Regions from separate parts of the Mus musculus genome. Here regions 1 and 3 are each linked to region 2. The links are chromatin contacts, called in public Hi-C maps. All regions are on one chromosome and are shown on one strand. Each heading gives the region's core, a stretch centred on a gene start, on an enhancer-like site or on the middle of the called end of the contact. The rest is flanking DNA. Distances are from core to core; before and after follow the strand shown. Region 1 has its middle 71 kb from the start of Gm36148. Region 2 overlaps Gm35803 (a long non-coding RNA gene). Region 3 overlaps Klf7 (Kruppel-like factor 7 (ubiquitous)).

Evidence for each region. A called contact is a pair of places that touch in the nucleus more often than the background predicts.
Region 1: a contact with region 2 is called in a Hi-C map of the N1E-115 cell line, with 9 times the contacts expected there. The contact joins two enhancer-like sites. A contact is called at or near these places in 11 of 484 Hi-C or Micro-C datasets (the N1E-115 cell line, bone marrow-derived macrophages, cortical glia and 7 more), 5 of 115 datasets of contacts at active chromatin or transcription factors (differentiating embryonic stem cells, embryonic stem cells, neural progenitor cells and 2 more) and 1 of 9 other capture datasets (embryonic stem cells).
Region 3: a contact with region 2 is called in a Hi-C map of the N1E-115 cell line, with 4 times the contacts expected there. The contact joins two enhancer-like sites. A contact is called at or near these places in 2 of 39 promoter capture datasets (the C10 cell line and pre-B cells) and 2 of 484 Hi-C or Micro-C datasets (the N1E-115 cell line and nephron progenitors).

What each region holds. Positions count from the first base shown.
Region 1 is chr1:64,443,884-64,447,450 of GRCm38.p6, forward strand. No RefSeq gene overlaps it. Among named protein-coding and RNA genes, the nearest start is that of Gm36148, 71 kb to the right of the region's middle. Within about 2 kb of position 1,653, at least 159 of the 459 cell types and tissues checked have an H3K27ac peak or open chromatin away from gene starts, as enhancers often do. A contact at or near this core is called in the N1E-115 cell line, where this site is marked.
Region 2 is chr1:64,287,457-64,291,183 of GRCm38.p6, forward strand. All of the region lies in intron 1 of Gm35803 (a long non-coding RNA gene), which reads left to right. Among named protein-coding and RNA genes, the nearest start is that of Gm35803, 10 kb to the left of the region's middle. Within about 2 kb of position 1,810, at least 46 of the 459 cell types and tissues checked have an H3K27ac peak or open chromatin away from gene starts, as enhancers often do. A contact at or near this core is called in the N1E-115 cell line, where this site is marked.
Region 3 is chr1:64,065,185-64,068,739 of GRCm38.p6, forward strand. The region is part of intron 2 of Klf7 (Kruppel-like factor 7 (ubiquitous)); the gene reads right to left. Among named protein-coding and RNA genes, the nearest start is that of Gm13748, 12 kb to the right of the region's middle. Within about 2 kb of position 1,872, at least 27 of the 459 cell types and tissues checked have an H3K27ac peak or open chromatin away from gene starts, as enhancers often do. A contact at or near this core is called in the N1E-115 cell line, where this site is marked.

The sequences.
Region 1 (3,567 bases), core at 403-2,902, 160 kb after region 2:
ATCATTGCCCGCTTCATCCTTCTCCCCTTAGCTGTTTTTTTAAATTGGATCTAATAAGTTATTCATATATAATGGCATTGGTAATGGGGTATAAATATATGGATCACAGGAAGAATGTTGCTGTTGTTGTGTAGTTTACATAAATTAACTTTAAAAGCATGCTACCGGATTTTCAAATTGTGGACTGCTGTATCTTAGCTCATGAGTTTAGAGTGCCCCGGAGCCAGCCTTAGTGCCAGACAAGTCTGATGCTTGACTTTTGCAGTGGAGATAACTAAGGCTTAGCCAGCTGGAAGACTGACTGCCAAGTCAAAGGCCTAGTTCACCCACTCCTCAATGGGAGGTGAAGCCCTGCCCCCTAACGCTGCCCCACAAGGGCCCCTAGGACACACCTTTCTCCACTCCTAACCTGCTCACGTGTTTGCTGTCCATTAGAGACATCATAGTGATAAAGACAGCTGCTTCAGGTGTGTATTGGTATCCGGACAGCACCTGCTGGGACTTCCAAGGTCCCTGTGTCCTGGATAAAGGAGTTGGATCAGGGATACACGGATGAGGATAGAAACTGAGAGAGTTTATTAAGGAAGAAAAGAACTTCAGGAAATGGAAATGGGCCAAAGCTTGAGTAAGGTCAGAGCTCAGTGACGCCTGCACTGGGTGTCCCAGAAGACTGGGGCACTTGTACTGTGTGCACACTATCTGCACAGGCTCAATTAATGTGTTAGCATTGGTGGGGGAGGGCTCTCTCTCTCTCTCCCTCCCTCCCTACTTTTCCCTCTCCTTCTCTCCTGCCTCCTTCCTCACCTCCCCACTCTGTCCTCTACCTTACCTCCCCTCCCCTCCCCTCTCTAATTCCTTCATAAAGCCTCTCCCTGCCCTGATCTACCTTCCTAGAAGGAGGAGGGAATGGTTCGACTGCCTAGTCTTTCTGGCCCTCTTTGATTTGAAGGAAACTGGAGAACAGTGAAAATACATCAAGTTCCAGAAAGGGGGAAAAAAATCACACACACACTCTCACATATACTCACACACTCTCACATATATTCACACACTCTCATACAGACACAATCACACATACTCATACACACTCACTACTCTCTCTCTCACACACACACACACACACACACACACACACACACACACACTGTATCATGCTAAGTTAAGAATGGATCTCGCTAACAGACGTGACAGACTAATGGTATTGGTATGGGTGAATTGCTGGATAGAGCATCACAGGAAAATTATGAATGAAAAGTGAAGGCGATCCATAAGTTATGGACATGGTGGGTTGGGTGATGATTCAGAGGCCTAGACTCCTGTCACCTGGTGACACGCATGGGACCATGTGCCCTAGGGTGGGCCATACAGCCACTCTTGCAGTTTCAAGGACCATGGACACCAGCTGGGCTAAGTTAAAGGTACTTCTAGTTTGTTTGTCCCAAATGTAGCCAAGATCACACATCCAAGGACGACGTCTCCATATTTATGTTCTGCTGGCTTTCCTCCTGTCACCTCATCCTATCTTTACACTTGGGGAGGGCTAGAGAGAGAGGGGTGACCCGAAGTGGCAGTTGACAGACAGACATGGTGTGCTCAGTGACTCCCCAAACTCATGAGCCACGGAGAGAAGACTAGAGCAGACCCATTGATGTGTGCCAAGCCTTCCTGCACAGCACAGCGGGCTGAAGGCCCAGAGGCCACGATAGCCTGTTCCCTTCGTCCTTGGCAGCCATGTTTTCCTTTCTGACAGGCTCCTCTTGGCTGGTACCCTGTTTGAGACCCTAGGTCCTAACTGGCTGCCTCGCTCATAAACAGGTGTCAGCCAATGGCTTACCCTTTGCACCCAGTTCTGGCGGAGGATTCACTCACACCGCCCAGAGTCCCTTCAAATAACAAGAATCTTTAGAAATAAGATGTTTTAAGAAAGCCTGTACTAAAACATCACAATCCGACACAGCGATTTGGCCTCGCTGGCTGTCTTCTTCTGGTTTTAGTTCACAGGATTAAATTGGAAGGTCAGAATCTTCCCTTGTCTGCAGACTAGATGGGATTTCTCTCCTTACAATGGGGCTGGGAACCGGCTCCTCTGAGCACATTTACATTACTCCTGCTAACACATTTTGAGGTTCTCTGGCTGCCACGCTACGTGAAACAGGTCAAGTCTGGGAGGGAGAAGGGGGCTTTCCCTTCCTGTGACCTCAGGACTGATTTAATTAAGCCTCTCCTCCATCCCCGATTTATAGTCTGCAAAGTGTCCTCGCAGAGGCCCTCTGATGTGCTCTGCCTCTCAATGAGCAGATAGGCAGTGACAGGGCCGCGCCATTCTGAGCGGCTGCTGCCCCCACGAGAGCACTTGGAACAAGCGCAGCCTCTGCAGCCCTCGATCCAAGCCTCCTTTGGTAACACCAGACGTGGGTGAAAGCTTCGAAGCTCTCCTGGCTCCCTTAGGCACAAAGCTTTCTCCTGAGACTCCTACTGTGAGGAGGAAATAACATTTGGAACCCTTCTCAGAAATCGGATTTCTTCTCTAGATTGAAAATGAAAATAAGAAAAGCCTTCACGTATCTGGATAGGAAGACAGACAGAGCTAAGAAAGGAGGAAAGGGAGGGAGGGAGGGAGGGAGGGAGGGAGGGAGGGAGGGAGGGAGGGAGGGAGGGAGGGAGGGGGGAGGGAGGGAGGGAGGGAGAGAGAGAGAGAGATCCCCAGGGCCTTCCCCTGTTGCCCATCAGGCTGCAGCTGTCCTTCACAGTTTAACAGCCCTGCCCTTTCAACCTGCCACCTAGGAATGAATGAAACCAAATGTCCCATAGGACATGGCCCCTCCCGGCCCCTCAAAGACTTCTCCCTGAAGATGAAATCTGACAAAAGAAACAAATTAGATTAAAATGTGGTACCAAGGGCTTTGCGTTGCTCAGATAAGAGAATCTGCAGAGTCCTTAGGACCCAGAGCGGTCAGTCCTGTTATACAGTTTGCGGTGGGGAAGAGTTCAGCTGACTTCTACCCACAGCTGTTCTTGCGCACCACCTCTCAGGCTTCACTGTCCTTGGCTTCAGATGGGGAGGAGCCAGTGGGGAAGGGAAGAAGAGCCTAGAACTGGCCCTAGGGACCAGACAAGTAATGTGAATAAAGAAACTGGCCATGTGACTTTTATATAAGTTAGGCTTTTATATAAGTTCTCCAGATTTTTAAATGTCTACCTCTCAATTTAAGAAAAGCACTCTCCCTGCAATATTTATATTGTGCACTTTCTAGACAGCAGGCCCACTAAGAACCATATGAAGTAAATGCTGGTATTGCTTCCTGTTCCCTAAAGAAGAGCAGTGTAGTAACACCTGCCTTACCTCAGAAGGCAGCCAGCCACCGGCCTGCATCTGTCCACTGCACTGGACTGCCTAAGGGCTTCACCTGGGGAGACAGCTCAGACTGGGAAATTGCTTACCAGAGAGACAAGCAAGAATGCCAGAATTCAACCTCCAGAACCCATATAAAAAGCAGGAACCTTTATGAAGACCAAGCTACACATCTGCTACATATGTACAGGGAGGTGTAGGTCCAGCCCCTGTAT
Region 2 (3,727 bases), core at 560-3,059:
CATTAGAGGCATTGCCTGGGAAGCTTCTAGGATAGCTATCAAATCAGAGAAGACATGGACCAAGCTTTTCCTCACAAAGATGAAGTATAGGATTTGAAGACATTTTCTGCAAAGTAGTTTCTGGCTGTGCATATTTAAAAATCTGCTTACTCCCTGTATACAAAGTACTACCATCTTCAGGCATCTTATTGATAGCCTATAAGAAAATTTCTCTACCTCCATTCCCAAGCAAGAGGCAACCTGAATTCTCATGGACACATTCTCTTCCTGCCCCTTGGTGCCGTTTTGTATAGGACAGGAAATCTTTGGGAGAAGGAAGACTCATCTACCCAAAGCCAATTTCCTGCCACTCTTTAAACTCCAAATTCTCATAACAGCCTGGGATCCTGATAGAGACATTTTGAACATGTGGGTTTAGTGGAATACACCTTTAGTCCTAGCATTTAGAAGGCAGAGACAAGTGGATAGTTGTTGGATGCTAGCCTGGTCTACAAAGAAAATTTCAGGGTAGCCAGGGCTACACAGAGAAACCTGTCTCGAACAAATAAAATGGTAGATAGATAGATAGATAGATAGATAGATAGATAGATAGATAGATAGATGGATGGATGGATGGATGGATGGATCAATAGATCGATAGGACAGACAGATAGAATTTTGTTCAAACAGAGCCTAAGCAGATCTCTTACTCCCACAGGCAAATCCTCTGCTTAGTGTATTATTTGGTCAACCTCAGATCCATGAATATGGAGCCTCATAAATGAAGAACCTTAAGGTTACAAGTCACTGACTTTGCAGTAAATCCATCTCTTTGTGACACTCAGAGGTTCTTCAGTAAAAACCCCTTTTATCCTAGACCTTAAAGGAATTTGGTGGTTACCCTATTCACCAAAAGAGTATTTCATAAAAATCTCATCACTATACCAGCAAAGAATTGACTTCTCCTATACACCATCTCTATGCCAGCCCTTTGATTGGACCTGATTCCTTCAGATGGCCTCTACCTGTAAGGTTAGGGCTTTGGTCCTACAGCAGGTGGACCCCGATAAGAGCTCCCAGAGACAGTTCAGAGGAGGCAGAGACTCTGTTCAGAATGTGTCCCTCAGTGCCCACCCTGTTCTCTTCCGCTCCTTCAGGAGGTCTGAGTCTCTCCCCAGACCCCCAGGATTCCAACTTTCAAGCACTTTTATCCACATTCAGGGCGGGAGATAATAAGTCCTTTGCCTTAAGGTATGTGTCCTTAAACAGAACAAAACCTTGCACAAGAGATCAGGGCAACAAGGTTTAACAAAATGTCTTATAAACTAAAGGTTTAAAAAAATGTCTAGGCTCTTTAAATAAGACATGACACTAATCCCCCCACCTCCACTGAGTGAGAAATAAAGAAGCAGAGTTGGGGTCATTAGCCCAGAAGAGGAGTGGCAGGCTTCTAAGGTGAACTGGCAGACTGAGGTGTAAGTCAGGGTAAGGGCCAGCAGCAGGCTGGCACTGCCATGCGTTCTCTCCTGCTGGCTACATGCACACTCCCAAAGGGAGGGCCAGTTCCCAGGATCTCATTTTGTATTCCTTGCACTATGAGCAGCAACCAGCCCAAGGGAGTGAGGAGCTGGGAGGGGCACCTAGAAAGAGAAGGACACATTTAAAAGGAAAGATTTACGAGGCCGTGAAGATGGTTCGCCCTGGCTCCTGAGTGCAGGAGTATGACTTATTTATTTTATTTTCCTTTGTAACCAAAACCTTCCCTGGACTCCCATTGGCCCCAGCAGAGAAGGGAGAGAGGGCTGGCCCGTCAGGCGTTGAGCGCTGGGCCAACGGGAGATAGTGTGGCGTGATGCTGACGCAGCCCACTGACAAACCAGACAGAGGCCCAGGGGAGCAGCTGGGAGCTGAGCCGCCAGAGCCAGGCAGGTAGCAAGCTGTCAAGCTGGGGAATTGTGAAGAGGCACTGCCGGTGGGGTGGGGGACAGGCTGGGGAGACAGGCAGGACAAGGTGTGACTCTGTTGCTCAAACATAACTATTCGCCAACTCTACGTTGAGTCTCCAGCCTCCCCGGCTGCATCAGCATCGACTGTTTCCTTTCCCTCCCTCGTTTCTATGAAGATAGAGAAAGCCAGACCAAGAGCGCAGACAAACGAATTAGTGATATTAAAACATGACTTAGTAGTCAGCTGCCTCAGTGGACAGCGGCTGTTCTCAGGGAAGCCTGTTGGATAGAAATGAGCTTCTGTTCTGGAAGATAGGCTGGGGTTGAAGGAAGCTTTACATAGTACTGGGGATGTCTATGCTCCTGGTTCAAACGAACAAATTTGTGAACTACCCACGGCCTGGCCAATTGCCTGCTCCACAACCCAAGCCTCCCAAAGAAAGAAGGATCTGAGTTCTCAGAGAGTTAGGGGTGAAGAGAGCAAAGCCTTAGGCCCCTGGAAAAACCCTCATTCTTCTTCAGGAACCCCAAAATATTCTCAGTGCAGACCGTAGCACTTTTCTTTTCTTTTTTTTTTTTCTTTTCTTGTCAAAGCCCTCCCATTTGGGGGGGAAAAATCAACTATTTAGGACAAAAGCGATAGATAGATAGATAGATAGATAGATAGATAGATAGATAGATAGATAGATAGATAGAACAATAAAACTTTCTTGTTGGATGTGCTGACCCACCGTGTTCTCAGAACTTTTCAGAACAGTGAGTACATCCAACTACCCTCTCCCTAGATAGCGCGGCACATGTCCGCTGACAGCACACAGCACAGGTCCTAAGTTTCACTTCTTAAATGACAGGGCAGATGGGGCTGATACAGTGGCTGGAGCATTCAGACTGATTTGATCCACAGTGGAATTCAGAAGCCCAATGGTCATATCCTTCTTGGTGCTGGAGACCCTTCTGCTCTGCCTAGCTGCCCCTGTCTAGAGGACAGGTTATGTCATGTCCTATCTATAAATGGAACAATAAAGGCCCCACAGTTCCACTGGGGAGACAGTGTACTTGGAGACATAGTGTCACATTACCTAAGGGCCTTATATTATGGGATGCCATCACGAAGCTTGAATGGCACTTCACACAAGCCCTCAGCGGCTATAGAAGCAGGCTTGCAGGCCTGCACCATGCTGACCATGAACCACTGCACATCTGAATAAAGCCCTTCAGCTCAAGCAGGCCCATGTGAGGGTCGAGGAAGTATGAGCAGCTCCTGCAGGAGCAGAGTCCCAAGAGGAGGGCAAAATGTGATCTAACACACGGAAGCAATTTGGACCTGGTGAAGGCCCAGATGGCGGGAGCAATGCTATGTTATTGTCTTAGTGGTCACATGGAATTCAAGTGCCTTTCCATATCACACTCTTCTGTATTTTTATAAGTATAAGACGTTCTCAACTAATGAGCCAATGAGAAGAGATCTTCCCTGGTTCCAGTTGTCATGGGAACAAAACCCCTTAGAAATAACCCATCTTCTTACCCTGTGAAAACCCTTCTACCCCAAATTGGAAAGCTAGAGGTGTTTTGTTACAGTGGATCTTTTTTTTTTTTTTTCTTGATGTGTTTGGTTTATACTCTTGAAAGGAAGTGTCACACATGTACTGTCCCCACAGGAAATTCTGTTCAAGTTAACCCCTTGCTTCCCAGTTCTCCTTCTGTCATTCATTCCCACAGAGCCACCCTCCTAGACCCTGTTTATAAACTGTCTACACCGTGACCAGTTTTAACACAGCTCCGATGAGCAGTTAACTGTTATT
Region 3 (3,555 bases), core at 622-3,121, 220 kb before region 2:
TCAGAGAGTACAAAGGGAACTCAGAAGTGTGTACTGATGGTCACCTGTCACTGGGACTAACCACAATCACCCAAGACTTCAAAGACCCCCCCACCTTGAGCTTCCTTGATCAGAAATACAGTGAGGCCATATTATCATATCCGAGTAATGGACAAAGACAAATAGGGCCAGGCACAAAACTGCTCAGAACTCCTTTGGGACTTTTCGATTCACACACTGCTAAGTCAGCTAGGAACAATCTACAACACACATTTAAGAAGTTGTTATTCTGGTAATTTGTTACCAACAATGGCTAAACCTTCCAATTACCAACACTCTTTCCATCAGAATATAAAACTTGTCTAGGAACAAACGAGTGTTTTGACTTTTGGTGGTTCCATATGAGCAAATGGTACATTTTTTCAATATATAGTATTTAGGAGTAATTAACAACTGGAACTCTTAATACAGACAACAGAAATAACCGTGTACCTGCTCTGTGGTATCCTCCAAAGGTGAGATTTGTTTCTTGCTCGCTGAATGCAACTAATGGATAGCTGGTTTTCTGCTGGCCTATGGGACACACCACAGTCTCGACATCCACCTAGCAGAATGTGAGTCTACCTACCGATTATGAAGCCCTGTTAAGCAGAAGTGATTTCACAGAGCCTGGTCTTAACAGTGGAAAGGGTCTGCATCTCCATCAGGCTCTTCCTGTCACACGGAATTCCAAAAGGGCACAGGGACATCGCAAGGATGGAAAACCAGCAGTGGCCATAAGTGTCCAGTAAAAATGAGTCGCCTTTGATCACTATTTCTGTGTACAGTCACCGACATGCTCAGAGTTTTCTCAATAAAACTGCTCCATCCCAGGGGAATGAGCTGTCTCTTCAAGGGGCCCCAATTTACACAGACTTTCTCAACCATTTAAAGTGGATATCCTTGGAGCATGACTTCACATCTCAAGACTCCTCCTCACACTTCCAGTGAGAATTTCAGTAATGATGAAATGGAAACTTCTACTTGAACAGGTGATATCAACAGCAATTATACATTTTACTTAAAAACAAACAAAAAACACCCTTTTTAAGAATCCCAGAATTACCTTCAGATTTATTTTGCTTCGTATCTGGTTACCTGCCGTAAGTGATCAAGTTGTGTAAAACATGCATTATAATTTTTTTGTGGCTGCAACACCATACTGACCTTAAGCCTAAGATATGTGCTGTGCACACCAGATGAACAAAACCTATACTGCCAAGTCAGCAGGGTCCAGAGGCCTTCCTTTATTACTTGGTAGGGAACAAAACCACCGGGAAAAATCCTATTATGTTTTGGTTCACTTTATTTTGTACTTTGTGCACCGTGAATCAACAAGCCTTACAAAAGAATCCTGTCCGTTTAAGAGAGAAAGTGGTACTACCCTGGAGACGCTCGAGCTGCTGCTTTGTTAGTGACTTGGTAATTTTAACGTTTGTGCAGATTCTCCTGGTGCCTCTATCAAATACCAGTGTGTAATGTTTTGCCAGTTTTTTTTTTCCATAAGAAGGCCCAATCTATCATTTATGTGATTGGTCTTTAAATGCCTTATTTCTTTTAAACTACACTCATAAGGCACACAGAGAAAGGAAAGACTTCAAGAGCCTAATGCGTTTTTTTCAGAGCTAAAGGGTTTAGTGGAGAAAGCAGGATAAGGAGACGCAGGTGCCAGACATTGTGTAGAATTCGCACTTATGCTCCATTAATTGCCAGCATATCTTCCTCTCTCCTTTCCTCCCCTCCCCCACTAAATCCCTCTGGAAAACAGCAGAGCAGCAGGCCCAGACTGGTACCCAGCAGCAACACCAGGAGCAGAAGTAGCCAATTACCCTCCAGAATACAAAGGGGGAGGGGGAGAAGAAATGATGCAGTTACCTAGCAACCAGAAGGAGCAGAAACAGCTGTGTAGCAGGCCCAGGCTGGTACCCAGGCAGAAACAGGATAGCCAATTAGCACACTGTATTTAATGCTGATGTGGTTTCCTAGTAACAAGCTGTACAAGTCTGTGTGTTGAATTCTCTCCCCCACCCCACGTTTTCCTCAATCATGCACAGTATTACTATTTGCCCTAATTACTGTTTCTCCTCTGCTTCAAGCAACCATTATTTTGTCCCCAGAGAAATTGGAAGAACTCAGGAAAAAAAAAAAAAAAACTTCTGTAATGACAGTATTTAGTTTCAAAATCAGTTTAGCTATAAGCCTTGAAACGCTAAACAACAACAACAAAGAATGAAGAAAAAGAAAAGCCAGCAATTCTCCCTCTGCCTAAATGTCTAAGGAACCCATGAACCCTTTTCTACATGCAAGTGTCTGCATACGAGCGGGATAAAGGTGTTTATGATATGTGCTAGCATTTGCCTTTCTCTGCATCTTCAAATAGGTCAGATCCTCTCTGTACTTGAATTTATTCATATTGATTTTCTGATGCTCCCCTGAACACTAGGAACATAAAATGTCTTATTACCTGTATCATAGAAAGGAGATGTAGCTTTTGTTGCTCTTTCTAAAATACCAATACTAGTTTCAACAGGCTCATGAGCAATTGCGAATTCAATATGAGCAATCATTATTTCCTTCCTACAAGTCGAGTGGAGTGAGGGATGCTGTGTATCCCACTGTCGGGGAGCTCCTGCTTCCGTGTTATCCGTTCATAACCAAGCAATGAATCCCACTGAGGTGACATCGAGCTCCGTGAACAGACAAATACAGAAAAACTTTTAATATGACTTCTCTACAGTTATACTAAAATATATTTTGTGTTATACTCGATGTTGATATTCGGTGGAACATATACCAGAGGGAGCCTTTCCCTTATATCCTATCCGCCATCAAACATTGGACAGTTCTCCTTTTCTCAAGATGCCTGTCAGAATTCTAGGATCTTTCCCCTTTGACATGATGTAGATTTAAGAACAATGCATAGTCTTTCTTTCAGACTCCCTTGATATGGAAACGAGGGCTCCAAAGGATGGTGTTAGAAAGAAAAGCACACCTAACTAGACAATTTCCCATATGGAGGGGAGATCCACCTTCTTGGATGAAATCCTTTATGATCTTTAGTGCATCTGGTGAAATAGGTGGACTGTTTTGTCGCAGTACGCGTGGGAATTTTGAAACGTAAGTTCCTGAGGACAGAATGCACCTCTTCCCTGATTTCCATATATTTAGTGTTCATCATGGACACGTTGTGAAGGCAGAAACAACAAAAGAAACCAGAGTATCTGTTATGATGCTAAGGGACTTGTTCATAACATAAAAGAGGTTCAAATTATAAACACATTTTAATTTGTGAACACAAACAAAAGAGATCTTACCTGAGTGCAGATACAATCTTAGAGGAGAGAAAGGGGAAGACGAAGGTCAAAAGAGATGAGGGCCTTCCAAAGAGGTTTGGCCTAGGACAAGACTGTATCTAGGCTCTGTAAGGAACTTTCAATGTGTTATTTCTTAATCTCCATCTCCGTTTGCCTCATGAATCATAAGCTCCAAAGGCAATAGCATTGAGTGCTTGGGAGCAACAGCATTGTACGGAGGGAG